Linked DNA regions of Mus musculus: region 2 is linked to region 1. Evidence: chromatin contacts called from public Hi-C data. All regions are on one chromosome and are shown on one strand. The core of a region is the stretch at or near the end of the contact, and the rest is flanking DNA. Distances in the headings are between cores, read along the strand shown.

Region 1 (2,700 bases), core at 115-2,614:
GGCTGGACCTTAATTCCATGCCCTACACTCACACCAACTCATGCCCCACAACACCTCCAGATGTTTTTGCGCTGCACTGTTGAAGCTGCTACGTTTTGGAGTGACCTTTCTCTCAGCCTGTAGCCTCCCCCTGAAAGCCCACCCTGATAGCCCATCCCATCTGGTTTTCTCTTGCCTCATACGCCAGAGCTGGATTCCTTTGTTTTCTGCGCCTAAGTGACCATGTTCGGGTGGACCCTGGTGCGGGGAAGCCAAGGCTTGTGGCCCTTTCTGGAGCCGTGGCCCTGAACCAGTGTTTTACTTTGCGGGACCGAGGTGGACAAAGGGTTTTCCAGGCCTGCAGCACCCAGCCTAATGCTCCTGTTTTATAGATGAGAAGCTATGGCCCAGTGAGGAACAGTCTCTCCTGGGGCCCGTGGCCCTAGTTAGTGACAGAAGTAGGTTACATCTTGTCTTTTGAGTGCATTTGCACCTCTCCCTGCCAAAGGTCTTCCTCTGGGAACTGTCCCTGGAAATGACAGGCACCTGGAGAAGCAAGGGTGGCATTGGGGTGGGTGGTGGTCTCCGGTGGGAGTCCTTCAGCAAGGGGTGGGATCTATGAGGGGGTGCAATGTTAGTGAGTGCCCACAAGGGGGCAGCATAGACCTCTCAGCCATAGAGAAGGTGGGCGCTCTGGATACTGGAAAGGGTGGACTTGAGGCCCAGCTGGTAAGTAGATTGTATAAGTGTTCTCTGCTACTCTTGTGTCTGCTCAGAAGCAGTGGGTCTAGCACTAAGGATGTCACTATTGACCATAACTTCTTTCCTAGAGATAAGGTCTTATGTGGCCCAGGCTGGCTTTGAACTCACTAAGTAGCTAAGGATGCCACTGATCTTCTAACCCTCCTGCCTCCATTTCTTGAGTACCGAGTTTACAGTCATATATTACCATATCCGGTTTATGCAGTGCTGGGGGGTGGAACCGAGTGCTTTGTGCATGCCAGGCAAGCGTGCTACCAACCTACCAGCAAGACACCTTCAATACCGGCTCAGGAACAGGCCTGTTGATTGCCACTAACAGCCCATTGTGAGACTTCTGGGGTGGGTGGCACAGCTCCGTCATACTTAACTTGGCCCCGAGTGGCTCTTCCAGGCACACTCTCCCAGAGCAGCTGGCCCCACTTCCATGGTGCCCTGGCCCAGGTTCACAAAACAGCTTTCTTTCCTCAAGAAACAAGCTTGGGCTGAACAGCCGGAAGCGGTTCCTGATGCTGGGCAGGTGGGAGCTAGTGCTTGGGGGGGCTGGGAGTGGGGAGATGGATGGGGGGTGGAGCCAGGAAGGGATTAGTAACTAGGCAGCAGATAGCTCCAAGCTGTGTGCCCATGTGAGCGGGCAGCCTAAGTGGAAGGCGCTTGGCAGCAGGGCCTACCACTCCCTGCTGAGCATTGAGGAGTGGGGGGAGGACGATGTCTTGTAGTTGAGAAGTGAGCAGGGCCTACACTCAGGACTGCCACAGTGACGGTGTCTGTTTGGTACCCTGAAGAGGAGACAGAAGGTCTGGATAGCACCCGTATTCTGGAAGTAGACATGTAGAGTCCTACGGCTTTACACGAATACTTTGGGCACTAGAGGGTGGATGGGCAGATGAGCTGGCTAGAAGACGCCAGCCTAGTGGCTTAAGGCAGGAAGCCATCTGACGGAAACACTGACTGCCAGGCCTCGTGGGGCTCTGGGGTGGTGGGAGGTGGGCTGGGGAGACAGTTAATCTGCAGAGCATCAGAGAAGCTCCCACCAGAAGGTGACCTTGTGTGCTGGGACAGCTGCCATCCGCGCTGGGTGTCTTTGGGCCATTAAGGGATGGCCAACGGGCCGCTGTTTGCTGCTTTGTGGGAAACTTGCCAATACTTGCCCTGTGTCCAGGCCCGCTGTCCCTACCCCAGGGACAAGCTTCCTCTCTAATCCCTTCCTTCCCTCTGCTCCCGGGTTGAGAATAGGTGAAGGACAGATGACAGGCTGAGCCACGATGGTTTTGCTCACTGCAGGGTCTTTTGCTGGTGGCCTGTGGCCTCAATCTTCCCCCATGGATAGGCTCCTCAAAGATGCTCACCAGACAAAGGAAATGGTCCTGAGATGAGCTGTCTCTGGGATACCCCTTCCTCTTCTAACAGTCTTATCTGCAGCACACACACTTCCTGCCTCCTTCTCCTCCTCTTCCTTCTCTTCCTCCTTCTCCTCCTCCACACAAAAGAACTACTCACAGTAAGTCCGAGCCCTTAGCACAGGAGACAGCATTGTGTGGGGGAGGGGGTTACATTTGTGGCTGAATGGGGTCCACGGGCCACCACTTCTAACGTGGCTTACTTAGCCAGGCACTGTACACGCAACGCAGAGCTGAGCCAACCCAGTGCCTACGCTTCTCTGCCTGTGCTTCTGATGACCCTAGGCTAAGAAGGCTACATGAGCTTCTTTGTTTGTTTGTTTGATTGCCTCCATGAGTTTCCTCAGCCTGGGCCTTTTGGATCCTGAGGGGCAGGGGGAAGAGTCCCTTGCAAGAGCATTAAAGTCATTTGGCAGGTCCCAAAGGTGCCAGGATCTTTTTCTTGGAACTTACAGAGTACAGGGGTCATTTTATAACTAAAGCATTTATTTCCATTCAATTCACTAACCGATTGTTCTGCTCGGATTCCCTGCATTTGCTCACAGGGGAGCCTGCGGCCAGA
Region 2 (2,700 bases), core at 153-2,652, 640 kb after region 1:
GCATGTTGGGCACTTGTGAGTTCTGCCTCCCTCCTGCGGGGTAAAGTATCTATCACCTCCCCAAGACACCCCACCATGGTACTCCCAGTCCCACCATAATGTCCTTCTGCCATTAAACAGCCTCTGGGGAAATCAGGTCCCATTGGGCCCTCTTCCAGAGAACAAGGCTCCAGCCTGGGTCCCAGGGAAGCCACCAGGGCCACACTACTGAAGCTGAGTGGCTAGAGCCCAGAGTCAGTGAGAAAAGACTGAGTTCGAATTCTGGCTGTCCCAAATCCTAGCTGGGAAACATTGGGCGGGTTACCTCACCGCTCAGCGATTCACTTCTATTCCTGTCATGACAAGCTTATACCTCAGCTAATGTGCTAAGTGCTCAGACAACACCTGCACATAGTAGGCTTCCTGAGCTGCAGCTATGGTTAATAAGGTCTTGGAGAGCTACTTCCTTCATCCAGTCACTCAGAAAATGATTATGGTGACCTCACTCAAATGAGACAGTGCTCTTCCGAGCAACCCCATGGCAGGACTGGGACCCCTTAAGAACCACTGGCACAAGGGGGCAGAGGTGAACAAGAGCCAGGGTTGGGCAGAGACTGCCTGGGCAGTTAAAGAAGCAAAAGGGACCTCCTAGGGCAGAGGGCTAAGGCCACCCACCAGTCCCATCAGCCCCATCTCCTGGGACTGCCCTTCCCCCTTGGTCTTTGGGGCAACGATTTGTGCTGGTTCAGGCCTGGAAATACCAGAAATACCAGAAACTGAAGTTGTCTCTTTGGGCGGCCACAGCATAAAACCAACCAACATGAGCCTGCTATTAACCTCAATTAGCTTGGAGAAGATTCCATCCCAGACTCCCTTGCTCCAGCCAAGCCCCTCAGTGCAGGCCCAAAATGGCCAAGCAGCAAGTGGGCAGTGGAAAGGACCGTGGGTGGCACTCCCTGCCTAAGAAAGAACTGCACCGAGAACAGGGTGTCCTGCGTGTTGGGGGCTGAGCTGCCTCCAACTCCAGCGCCCAGGCTAGGCTGCCTCTGTCCACAGAGCAGCACAGTGGAGGTGACCGTTCTCATCTGACCGTGGTGACTGCTCCCTAGGGCAGCTGGGAGCACAGGCCTGGGTGTTGCAGAGGTAATTGCCAACCAGGGGGCCAAAGCCTGCCCCCACCACTCTTGTGGACACAGACCCTGCATCTAAAGACAGAAGGCCAGCCACAGCACACAGAGGCCCTCACAGGGTCCTGGATAGAGAGCAAGGCCCACTGTCTGGTAACACACCCAGCCCAGTGGATGCTCTGCTCACACACTGCCCCAGCTCACCCCCAAGAAAGAGACTCCACAACAGCTACCCCCAAGGCACAGTTCCTAGGAGGATAAAAACATCCATTCAGGCAGGGGAGGAGGGCTGTCACCAAAATAGAATTGCTTAGCAGCGATGGGCAGAAGATGCAAACACTACAGAGAGGCGGGCAGACCTGTGCTACAGACCCCTGTCTCTATCACCTGATCACGGGGACTGGGGCGGGCTTGTGGGCAATACCCTCCTTCCCCCCAGTCAGCAGGAGGGGCTCGATGCTAGGAGCTGCCAATGCTATGGCTTGTTTTCAAGTCTCAAGGAAGCAGGAGACATTGTGAGCTGCAGGGCCAGCCTGAGGAAGAGCAGGGTCACAAGGGAGAACTTAGAGCCCAGGGAACTGTTCAACAAAGGAGCAGAGCTGGGGTGGCAGTGTGACTGCACCCCTTCACAGCCGCTGCAGCCCCCTCAACTCCCCAGATTGTCACAAAATGACATGAGGATCCCTTGCCTTCTGGAGGAGGCAGTGGGAATGGCATTCTTCAGGAGCTGAGCGATCAGACCCTGAAGCCAGGCTGTCTGCTGGCTCAGCCACGTGCTGCGGGACAAGCTGCCAAGGCTCTGTAAAATGGGGGTGACCATAGCTCTTGCCTCACCAGGATGTTGGGAGGACGCGCTGGTCCTCACGTGGGGAGGAGGTTCAGCTACTGGTGTGATCAGAACCAGGACCTACTGTGTGCTCGGCAGGCAGGCTTGTCCCTCCTTGGTGCCCAGCATTCAGCAGGCCTCATATGCCTCTCCTGTTCTGCAAGGAAAATACAGATGTGGTGGGTGCCCCAGGACCTAGCCCTTTCCTCCCTCTGCCTCCCACAGGGACCCGGGAGGCGGCCTTTGTATACGCCATCTCTTCAGCAGGTGTGGCCTTTGCAGTGACAAGGGCATGCAGCAGTGGAGAACTGGAGAAGTGTGGCTGTGACCGGACAGTGCACGGGGTCAGCCCACAGGGTAAGCATATCTGTCCAAAGGGAAGGACAGGGGCCTAGCCCCAGGCCCAAACTCACCCCAGAACTCTTTCTGCCCTCCACACCCCAGGCTTCCAGTGGTCAGGATGCTCGGACAACATCGCCTATGGCGTAGCCTTCTCACAGTCCTTTGTGGACGTCCGGGAGAGGAGCAAGGGGGCCTCCTCCAGCCGGGCACTCATGAATCTTCACAACAACGAGGCTGGCAGGAAGGTAGAGTGGTACCAACCCCATCGACACTGGGGCAGGGCTGCACGGGCAGAGTCCCCGTGGAAGTTCGTCTTCTCATCGGGCACCTCTGTAGGCCAGGGGTTGGTAGTGGGGGGCCAGGGGGAGCAGATCCAGTCCAGTCCACCCAGATATCATGTGCTTAACTTGCGATCCCATCTGCCTT

What was found. A called contact is a pair of places that touch in the nucleus more often than the background predicts.
Region 2: a Hi-C map of cortical neurons shows a contact between it and region 1, with 2.0 times the contacts expected there. The contact joins two enhancer-like sites. A contact is called at or near these places in 12 of 39 promoter capture datasets (the 3T3-L1 cell line, 3T3-L1-derived adipocytes, the HPC-7 cell line and 8 more), 2 of 15 datasets of contacts at CTCF or cohesin (embryonic stem cells and stem cell-derived epiblast-like cells) and 34 of 484 Hi-C or Micro-C datasets (B cells, the CH12 cell line, the G1E-ER4 cell line and 10 more).

The regions. Positions count from the first base shown.
Region 1 is chr4:136,651,002-136,653,701 of GRCm38.p6, forward strand. Ephb2 (Eph receptor B2) reads right to left here. Exons shown (of 16, transcript NM_010142.4): 16 at 1-2,700. Among named protein-coding and RNA genes, the nearest start is that of Lactbl1, 30 kb to the left of the region's middle. Within about 2 kb of position 1,365, at least 45 of the 459 cell types and tissues checked have an H3K27ac peak or open chromatin away from gene starts, as enhancers often do. A contact at or near this core is called in cerebral cortex, cortical neurons and hippocampal neurons, where this site is marked.
Region 2 is chr4:137,293,284-137,295,983 of GRCm38.p6, forward strand. Wnt4 (wingless-type MMTV integration site family, member 4) reads left to right here. Exons shown (of 5, transcript NM_009523.2): 3 at 2,158-2,289; 4 at 2,377-2,519. Among named protein-coding and RNA genes, the nearest start is that of Wnt4, 17 kb to the left of the region's middle. Within about 2 kb of position 1,403, at least 18 of the 459 cell types and tissues checked have an H3K27ac peak or open chromatin away from gene starts, as enhancers often do. A contact at or near this core is called in cerebral cortex, cortical neurons and hippocampal neurons, where this site is marked.